Linked DNA regions of Mus musculus: regions 1 and 2 are each linked to region 3. Evidence: chromatin contacts called from public ChIA-PET and HiChIP or PLAC-seq data. All regions are on one chromosome and are shown on one strand. The core of a region is the stretch at or near the end of the contact, and the rest is flanking DNA. Distances in the headings are between cores, read along the strand shown.

Region 1 (3,333 bases), core at 719-3,218, 190 kb after region 3:
AGGCTGACCTTGAACTCACAGATCCACCTGCCCCTGGCTTAACCTAGATCATCATAAAACGAAATCCAAGGTTTTCTTTCTTTCAAGACAAGAGCTCTCCCAATGGAGCTACTTCTCCTGGGCGCTGGGTTTAATGTCTGGTGCAACGTTTAAGACTCGAGCAGACTGTCACACCCACAGCAGTCCCTCAGGGTTGTGTGAGCTGCCGAAGCTTCAGTGTGAGGGATGGGCTCAGGCCACCGCTATTCAGGCAACAAGTCTGAAGCTTTGGTGTGGCTCTAAGGGGCGTGTCTGCTCCGAGCACTTGTCTGATAGAACTCTGGGCCTACAAGTACAACTGCTTTCCCATCTCCTGCTGGGTTCGAGGCTCCTTGAGCCCACCGCTGCGCTTCTGGATCTACTACACAGCAAGTAGATCCAGCAGGTGCTTGCTGGTCTCTCTGGGCCAGAAGCCTCGAGCCCCTGACCTTTCCCATAGAACCAGCCTCTGCCAAGACCTCACACAGTCTGCCATCCCTTCCTGCCCTCCCACCGCTGTACCTGGAAGTACTGGTTCTCCTGCGTGAGGCTCTCATTGGACAGGATCTTGTTGATGGTGATGCGCTTGCTGCTCATGCCTCCCAGGCCTGTGGGGGTCAGAGGGTGACAGTAAATCTCAGGTGCCTGCCTGGGTGTCCCATCTGAGCTATTTGCTGGCAGTGGAGGGGGGTGGGGAATGGGGTGGGAGTGAGGTGGGGGGAATGGATGGGGAAGAGGGGTGATCTCCTTCTACCCAGGGAGGCATGTGTGTCCCCCTCTCCAGACCAACCATGTCTCCTAAGCCAGGAATGGGGGTGCAGGCACCTTGTGCTCTCTGGCAGGAGGAGAAGTCACCTGGGTGCCCCCTTTGAATGTTAGCAGCTGACCAGGGTTCAAACACCCCTCCTGTTACTCAGTGCTGGCCCTGGAGAGAGCCTGCCTCTGACTCTAGCTCCATAGCCTGGAGGCTTTAGGTCAGATTAGTGACATCCAAGTGCCTGCAGTCTGTTCTTTGGTCGGAAGCCAGGACCTTGTATACACTAGATAAGTAATCTTTTAAATGCTAGCCGTGCTCCCCAGACAGTCTTCCCCATGTTCCTGTGAGGTAGCTGCTACTGTTAAAGGTGAGGAAGCTGCGTTTCCCTACACAGCAAGTGGCCACACAGGCAGCCGGACCACAAGGCTGTGAGCCTTGTATATTTGATTAACATTATTTTTTCCTTTTAGTTTTTTTTTTCTTATGGGTTGGCTTTGAACCTACAACCTTCAGCCTCCACCTCCCGAGTGCTAAAAGTGTTATATTTTATTTATATATAGCCTGTCAGCTCTCTGCATGGCCCAGACTTGTAGCGTCACAACACCAAAGAGACCAGGGCTGTGGGACCCTGCCCCTGTGCTGCCACCACGCCACAGTCCTCTCCGTGACTCTATGGCATTAATATTTCTAACCATGGTGTGTGGAGGCAGCATTTGAGGCAAGCTTAAGATAGAAAGGAAACTTCTAGAAAGCCAAGCCTTACACCTGCCAACGCAGAAAAAAAAACTTGCCACCAGGAGGCTAGAACAGGATAGCAGTGTTATCTATCTATCTGTCTGTCCATCCATCTATCCATCCATCCATCCATCCATCCATCCATCTATCTATGTTTGTTATTTTAGTTTTATCACAGCCTTGGCTGTCCTGGAACTCACTGTGTAGACCAGGCTGGCCTTGAACTCAGAGATCCACCTGCCTCTGCCTCCCGAGTGCTGTGGTTAAAGGTGTGCACCACCACTGCCCGGCTAGGATGGCAGTCTTACGTGGATCTGTCCTGGACACGGGCAGCATTCCAGTCCCACTCCTTGGACACAGGACAATAGCATAAGCATTACCCAGTGACTATGAGTGTCAGGATACTAAGCTACCATGTGGCAGGAAGTGGTAAGACACAGTGACTGATACATTGTGTCTATTTTACCACAGCAAGAGTGCAGATGTGCTGTGGCATTTCTCACCATGCCGCCTGGCAGGGTTTCCCTCAGCAGAGTCTCTTTCTCATGATTAATTCAGGTACAGAGCTCATCCCTGGGTCTGCCCCACTTAGGAGGGAGACAGAGCCTCACTGGAGGAGACAGAGCCTCATTCCAGACCCAGCAGATGCTATGTCGCTCCACTTAGGAGGGAGACAAAGCCTCACTCCAGACCCGGCAGGGCAGGCGTGATGTCAGCTGAAACCACTTCCCTTCCTGGGCCTCCAGCATCGACACTGTTTCTCTCCCCCCTTTACTGTTCTGGGGGTGGATGGGGTATGGCAGAAGGGATGTGGCTTAGCAGAAGAGTGCATGACCATCTCAGAAGGTCCTGGCTTCCATCCCGCTGTCTTGAAAACCCAAGCTTCTGGGCTCAGATCATGTGGCAGTCATTTGGGTCCTTCCGTCCCTCTCTAGGTCTGGTGCTCTTTCAGATATCAGTTCTGAAGATACACTTTGCCCTTCTCTATTTTGAGACAGGGTTACATGACCCTGGAGTTAGGACCCTTCTGCCTTTGTCTGTGAGTGCTAGGACCGCAGGCAGGCACCACCACACTTGGGTTCTGCAGTGCTGGGGATCGAACCCAGCATTTGGTGCATGCTAGGCAAGCGCTCCATCAACTCTGCATCGCCAGGCAGGCGTGACCTTTGGTTTGGGTTTGGTGGTGCAGCTGGGTGCTCTGGGACAAGGCCCTCTTGAGCTCTGTGGGGCTTCCTGTCAAGGGCTTCTGCTCACTCACCCTTGAACATAACGGCCTCCCCGTGGCCTGCCTTCTGCTTTTCTCGGAAGAGCTGGTAGCAGGCGGAGGTGCTGGCCATGAGCAGCCGAAATTCCTGCAAGAGATGCCACCGTGGGTGGCACATTGTCAGGGGAGGCACTGGGGGACGGGGAGGTAGCCAGAATGCCAGAAGGACCTGAGTCCTGGCTGCCCAGTACTTGGTGCCTTTCATGCTGAGAGTCACTGGCTTCCTAGGAAGTCTGTCTGTCTTAGGACTGGCTGACTGTGTCTCTTCTTGTATCCTGGGCAACATCATCAGATCCAAGTACAGGCCCCAAAGTGGCCTGGGATGGTGGCAGGGAAGGGGTTCTCCAAAAGGATGGGCAGTTTGCAGAGTTTCTGAGATACACAGAGGCGCCCAGTCCTTTCATTCCAAAAAGGACATTCTGCCCCAGAGCCTTCAGCCTTTTCCTGGACTGTTGTAACTGATCAGCCATTATCTGGGTGTGACTGCTCAGAGGTTAAGAGCCAGCCTAGACTGCTCTTCCAGAGGTCCTGAGTTCAATCCCCAGCAACCACCTGGTAT
Region 2 (3,119 bases), core at 290-2,789, 230 kb after region 3:
GCATGCCAGTCTTTCAGAGAGTCCCCACAGTGCCCCGGCAGGCAAGCTGACAGGCATGGTGACAACTGTGGCTTAGGGCCCAGGATCCTGGCTTACCCCTTGGCAATGCCCAGTTCAGAGCAGGGAGTGGGGAGAGATGGGCACCCTCCCAGGCCACTGGCGCCTAGACCACACCCCACCCCTGTGTTATAATCCTGCTTTGGGGTCTATATGAAGGCCCACTGAAGTCCAGGCCCAGGTGAAGTGGAGGCTGGGGCTGAGGCTTAAGGGCTAAAGGAGCAGAGAGGGGCCCCGTCTTAGGCTTGCTGAGACCAGCGGGAACCGGGGCCTCCTGTGAAGTGGCCGAGCAGTGGGAAGGAGCTGGAGAGCGGGCAGAAGAGCATGAGGGGGTGCTTAGGTGGGCTTTGGGAGGCTCGGGAGAGTCAGGCGCTTTAGTGTCAGAATGGTCTGGGAACACGGCCCATAGAGGATGTACAGGCACAGAATCTGGCATGCCCCTCCCTCCAGCATGAAGCCCTTCCTCCCTCGCAAGGCAGAACACTGAGAGTGCTCGGAGCAGATGGTGGCTTCAGTGTGGCCTCTCAGGCTGCTCAGACTACTCCTTCCCCATAGCACCTTTCCTAGGTCCCACACTATACCCTATCAGTTTCTCTGGGTTTGTGGGACACACTCTGCGAGATTCCTTCAGCCTTCTGTCTCAGGTACCCTGACCCCCATCGAGCGAGCGTGTGGGCAGAGAAAATGGGGAAGAAACGGGCCCTGGCTCCCAGGGCCATAGCGGGTGGAAAGTGACCCCTCTCTGATCTCAGGGTGAAGTCAGGAAAGGTATTTGGGGACACAGCTCACAGCCAGTGCCCCGGGACAGGCAACCACCAGCAACCCCCCGGAGGGTGAAATCGGATAAGTACCAGGCCAGATTCCACGTGGGCAGTTCCCCTTTGGACAAGTCAGTCCCCAGCACATCCCAGGCTGTTTCTGCTTGCAGGGGTAGGCAGTCCACTGGTGGAGGAGGCTGGGCTGGGGTGAAAGGTCAGCCAAGAAGGAATGGGGGAGTGAAAGGGGCGTGTTACAGAGAGCCCATGTGTGTTAAAGTCACCCAGGAGAGGGGCTGGAAAGACCAGTCATGAGAAGGCTAGATTTAGGGAGTAGTCTCAGAGAGGAGGCTGTGACAGGGGCTGTAACTGTGTGTCTTAGAGGGGCCTCAGGATTGCATGGAAGTGGATCCTGGCCTGGACTCTCTCTGGATTTCTGAGGATCTCGAATTGAGGGGCAACCTGGATACTGGAGCCAGGTCCAGGGTCTCAAGATTTGTGAAGGGTAGGTGAGAGGGTAACTCTCTCTCGGCTCACCTGTAGACATCGGTCCAGAGCTGCGTGCCCAGCACGTACACCGCCTCCACGCGGCTCCCATACTGCAGCCGCACGGTCCGTTCCCGCAGCATATTTTCCCGTATAGGCGGCTGCATTCCGTGCTGCTCCCAGGAATAAGCACCTGCTGCAGGTAAGCCCTCCGCTGCTGCGCCTGCGCTCGCTGCCGAGCAGCCGGCGGCCTTAAGCAGCAGCCGGGGGCGGGGCGTGGGCGGGGCTTCCCGCCGGACTCCTCTTGGATTGGATCTGCAAACCCGTCCGTCAAGCCTGGCCCCGCCCTCCAAGCCCCTCTGCCCGCAAGTTGTCAATTCCTGTTTTCCGTGTTTGGCTTGTTCATTCTTTTATTCAGTAAATTCCCCTTTCTGGACGCTCCCCCTCACCTCCAGCTCCGAGGGGCAGAAAGTGCGAGCAGGAGTAGCCGAAGGGACAGGGCAGGAGTGAATAGGTGGCAACCAAAGCCAGTCTGGGGCCGGAGAATGCTTCTCAGAGGAAACCCTGAGGCTTCTTAAAGATCTTGGCAACACCAGGGGGTGGAGAGGAGCCTCCTGAACACCTTCTGGAAGCTGGACACCCCCCATATTAGATCCACATTGCCATGAGAAATAGGGAGTGGGGTGGAGTGGGGGGAACTGTGGCCCTGGCAGGGACCAGAATGCTAAGCCCAGGCATGAGAGCGACAGCATGAGCCTGGAATGGGGCTATCTGGGAGTGCATTCTGGCTGCCCCAGACAGCGTTGAGCATACTGAGCTGGAGCCAGTAGTGAAGACCCCGGATGGGGCGTGAGAGGACTGGCGAGGAGAGGACTGATCTGTGTGGTGTTTATGGATGGAGATTTGGGTGGCTCCCGGTGGCTGGGAGGATGTGCCTGGTTGAAGGACAATGGGCTGACGGGGCAGAGGATTAGGGCTCCAGCCTGCGACACCAAAAGACGTGCCAAGGTAGAGGTCAATGTATGGTCCTGAAGGCCAAGGTGCACCGTGACATCTAGTGGCAGGGTGGGGTCTGAAGCACTCTGAACCCCACCCTCAGGCCCTTTCTTTCTGAACTCAACCCTGGGGCTATGCAATTTGAGGAAGTGGCTTTTTCGTTAAGGGAATGGAGACTGAAGGGCGGGTGGAGGGGTGAATGTTGGAGAGGGAGGGGGACTGAAGGGAGCCCCAGCAAAGGGCACACTGAATTAAACGCATTGCTCATAGGTATGCCCAGGCACGCCCAGCGGCCCTCGACTCCATCCTTCTCCTCCAGATGCCCAAATTAGGAGATGGTAAAGACCCCAGCTGTTCCTGGGTATCAGGGATCTAGGAGGAATGTGGGTGGAGAAGCAGAGAGCCAGAATCTCAGCCAGAGGGGTCACTGTCTCCTGAAAGGCTTGGGGTTCAGATCCTGGGAGAAGCTGCTAACTTCTGATTGGTCCCTGGGAGAGCGTTCTCCAATCAGGAGGCAGCTTGTGGGAAAGAATCCAAGAGGCACCAGACTGGGAACCCCTGCCCTGCTAAGGTGGGCTCGGGTCTGAGGACCCCTCTGCAGGCAAGCAAGAGTTCCCACCTCCAACACGGGCAGAACGGTCCTGTATGTCACTCACTCCTTCCATGTCTCCTGTCAAGCAAGTGAGTCCCAGCAGAGCCAGGGTTGTGCGATCAGGCAAAGGCTGTGGTTACCCAGCTGGGCAGAAACGACGGCGGTGTGTGGTGCACTCATTAGTTACGTGGTTTCTGTGCCCCACACTGCCCCCAAATGATACTTCCCAAAGC
Region 3 (2,963 bases), core at 396-2,895:
GGACCCTAAAAATATGAGGGAAAACCACATTCCAAGTCAGTTAACTTGATTATAGCACCCACATTGCTGCCTTACTCAACAGCATGTTTTTGATAGAGCTAACTATAAGGGACATGTCCCAGAAATGTTGTCTGTGTTTGGGGAAAGGATTAGAGGTGAGACAGACAGGCAAGCCACCCCCACCAGCTGCCCCCCACCCTTCAGCAGTCATACCCATTAGACAGGGTTTCTTTGTGTAGCCCTGGCTGCCCTGGAACTCACTCTGTAGACCAGGCGACTCAGAAATCCACCTGCCTCTGCCTCCCAAGTGCTGGGATTAAACGCGTCCCGGCGACCCCCTTAGAATTTTTAAGGGAAGTCAGATACCGGTTGTGACTCTTCAGTATAATAAGGTGTGTGTGGGAGGAGGGTGGTGGTTGTTGTCTTGTTTCCTTTTGGTTTAATTTTTGAGACAGGGGCTGTCCTAGAACTCATTCTGTAAACTCACAGAGATTCCCCTGCCTCTGCCTCCTGAGTGCTGGATTAAAGGCGAGGGCCAGCACTGCTCAGGCAGTGCCTGCTTCCTAATGCCATGCTTCTCACCATCTTCAGCTGTCTGAGTCTTTTCTTCCTGCTGCCTTAATTCTTTTCTTTCTTTTTTTTAAAGATGTTTTAATTTATTTATCTGTAAGTATACTGATACTGTAGCTGTCTTCAGACACTCCAGATCTCATTACAGATGGTTGGGAGCCATGTGGTTGCTGGGATTTGAACTCAGGACCTCTGTAAGAGCAGGCTGTGCGCTTAACTGCTGAGCCATATCTCCAGCCCAGAGATGCTTTTTTCTTTTTTCCTCTCGAGACAGGGTTTCTCTGTGTAGCCCTGGCTGTCCTGGAACTCACTTTGTAGACCGGGCTGGCCTCCAACTCAGAAATCCGCCTGCCTCTGCCTCCTGAGTGCTGGGATTAAAGGCGTGCGCCACCACGTCCGGCCAAAGATGCTTTTTAATCCTTTCTTTAAGTATAGAAATGTCTCAAGAATGTTGTAAAACAGGGCTGGTGAGATGGCTCAGTGGGTAAGAGCACCCGACTGCTCTTCCAGACTGCTCTTCCAAAGGCCTGGAGTTCAAATCCCAGCAACCACATGGTGGCTCACAACCATCCTAACGAGATCTGATTCCCTCTTCTGGAGTGTCTGAAGACAGCTACAGTGTACTTACATATAAATAAATAAATCTTAGAAAAAAAAAAAAGTATGACTGGTTACCGGGTGTGGTGGCGCACACCTTAAAAAAAAAAAAAAATGCTGTAAAACAAACATGTGACCTGTAGCTTAGAAAAACTTAGACTCACTTTTTTTCTTTTGAGATTCAATTTTTGAAAAAAAAATTAATTTTCAATCATTGCCTGCCCTTAAGAAACGATGGTTCCAAAGCACACAGTTCCCGAACTGGAGCAGGTAACGTCACTTGAACTCTCTCATTCAGTAAACCAGCGAGCGTATTGACCTCATGAAAGATGGAGGCCGATCTGACTTCCCTGCCCTCTTCCAAGATGGCAGACCAGGCGAGTGGAGGACCTGGCCGGGCGCCTCTTCCGGGCTGGGGGAGGGGGCGTGGTCCATTGAGGAAAGCCCTGCGTGCCTCCGCCCGCGACTCAGGCGCGCTTCAAGGCGCAGGCGCGGGGAGGGGTTGGGGGAGGAGGGAAAGCGGCGAGTAAGATGGAAGATGAGGAGGTCGCTGAGAGCTGGGAGGAGGCGGCAGACAGCGGGGTAAGGAGGAGCTGCCGCCCCGCGGTAGGGCTGGGCGGACCTGGCGTGAGGGAAGCCTCCGGGGAGTGGGTCTGGGGAGAGTTTTCCCCAAGGAAGGGTCTCCCACGCCGGGCCGGAGGTGGAAGAGAGGCCCCCGGTCCCGGATCGCCGTGAAGGCCTCTTAAAGGGGCCGCGTTCCATTTCTCTCTCCACCTTTGCCGGGTGCCTCTCCGCCCAGCGGTGTGCGCTTCGCTCTGGGCGCCCCACCTTCTACCCCGGGGCAACTCTCTCTGGTCCCCCGCGCCCTAGGGACCATTTTAAAGTTCTTGAGCTCCGTCTGGTGAGGGAGGGGCTCGGGTGGAGTGCCTGGCTCGGAGGAAGAGCGGGAGGAGGCCCCGAGACAGCGGGGAGCAAGCGACCATGTGTCCTCTGGGACCACTGGGCTCTGGGCCGAAATCCCCCGCCGCTGTGCGCCTTCCGCCGCGGTGAGCGAGCCTGGTTTTTTCTCTTCCTTTCCCTTTTCCTCTTTCAGTTTTAGTCCGAGTTTTCCGGGGATCTCAGCAGAGCTCCCCTAAACTCTGCAAAGCATCTGCTCTTCCCCGGGACCCACCCTAAGATCTGCGCAGTGGGAAGGATCTCGGACTACGTTCTTCTGAGTGGAGGGAAGGGAAAGGAAGAAGGGTGTGATTTGTAAGATAGCCTCATGCCTGCGAGAAGGGGAGATTACCGATCGGTATGATGCGAGTGAGAGTTTTTGCTTGCCCCCAAAAGTTACAGGAAAAGGAAAAATTATCCCAAGTAGGAACTCCTCTATTAGATTCGTGATTCTCGTGGTAATTTCAGAGTTTGAGGTTCGAAGCTAACCCTCGTGGAGACGGAAATGTCTCTTTGGTGACCATGTGTCCGCGCCTGGGCTGGGCCGGGCTGGGCCGGGCCGGGCCGGGCCGGGCTGGGCTGGGCTGGGCTGGGCTCCGCTCCGGTGACATTCACCTCAAAAGTTTATGTGTGGGGAGTCACATATACTAGGATAGAGGAGGAGTTGGGTCTGTCTTCCCCTAGCGCTTCTAACCAGCACAGCAGTGGTGTATCTTCACAGGAATGTTGAAACTTGGCCTCGAAGTTTTTTCCGCTAGTTCAGCATTTCTCGAAAGATTGGTGATGCTTTTCGACTTAGCATTAACGAGCCTTGGAAGGCCTGCTTGGTTCAGCGATTATTTAATAGAGGTTTAAGGTAC

The links. ChIA-PET counts read pairs in DNA pulled down with a chosen protein or histone mark. HiChIP or PLAC-seq counts read pairs in DNA pulled down with a chosen protein or histone mark.
Region 1: an RNA polymerase II ChIA-PET map of memory CD8 T cells shows a contact between it and region 3, with 82 read pairs. The contact joins the enhancer-like site here to the promoter of Szrd1 in region 3. A contact is called at or near these places in 4 of 484 Hi-C or Micro-C datasets (CD8 T cells, the MNK3 cell line, natural killer cells and 1 more), 4 of 115 datasets of contacts at active chromatin or transcription factors (effector CD8 T cells, embryonic stem cells, memory CD8 T cells and 1 more) and 2 of 9 other capture datasets (liver and pancreatic islet).
Region 2: a contact with region 3 is called in a FOXA1 HiChIP or PLAC-seq map of pancreatic cancer cells. The contact joins the promoter of Padi2 here to the promoter of Szrd1 in region 3. A contact is called at or near these places in 1 of 484 Hi-C or Micro-C datasets (memory CD8 T cells) and 1 of 115 datasets of contacts at active chromatin or transcription factors (pancreatic cancer cells).

What each region holds. Positions count from the first base shown.
Region 1 is chr4:140,943,971-140,947,303 of GRCm38.p6, reverse strand. It overlaps Padi2 (peptidyl arginine deiminase, type II), which reads right to left. Exons shown (of 16, transcript NM_008812.2): 13 at 2,769-2,862; 14 at 541-626. Among named protein-coding and RNA genes, the nearest start is that of Gm13031, 12 kb to the left of the region's middle. Within about 2 kb of position 1,968, at least 144 of the 459 cell types and tissues checked have an H3K27ac peak or open chromatin away from gene starts, as enhancers often do. A contact at or near this core is called in CD8 T cells, the MNK3 cell line, effector CD8 T cells and 3 more, where this site is marked.
Region 2 is chr4:140,904,780-140,907,898 of GRCm38.p6, reverse strand. Padi2 (peptidyl arginine deiminase, type II) reads right to left here and starts at 1,539. Exons shown (of 16, transcript NM_008812.2): 1 at 1,350-1,539. The coding sequence starts at 1,465.
Region 3 is chr4:141,138,478-141,141,440 of GRCm38.p6, reverse strand. Szrd1 (SUZ RNA binding domain containing 1) reads left to right here and starts at 1,645. Exons shown (of 4, transcript NM_001025608.2): 1 at 1,645-1,749. The coding sequence starts at 1,699.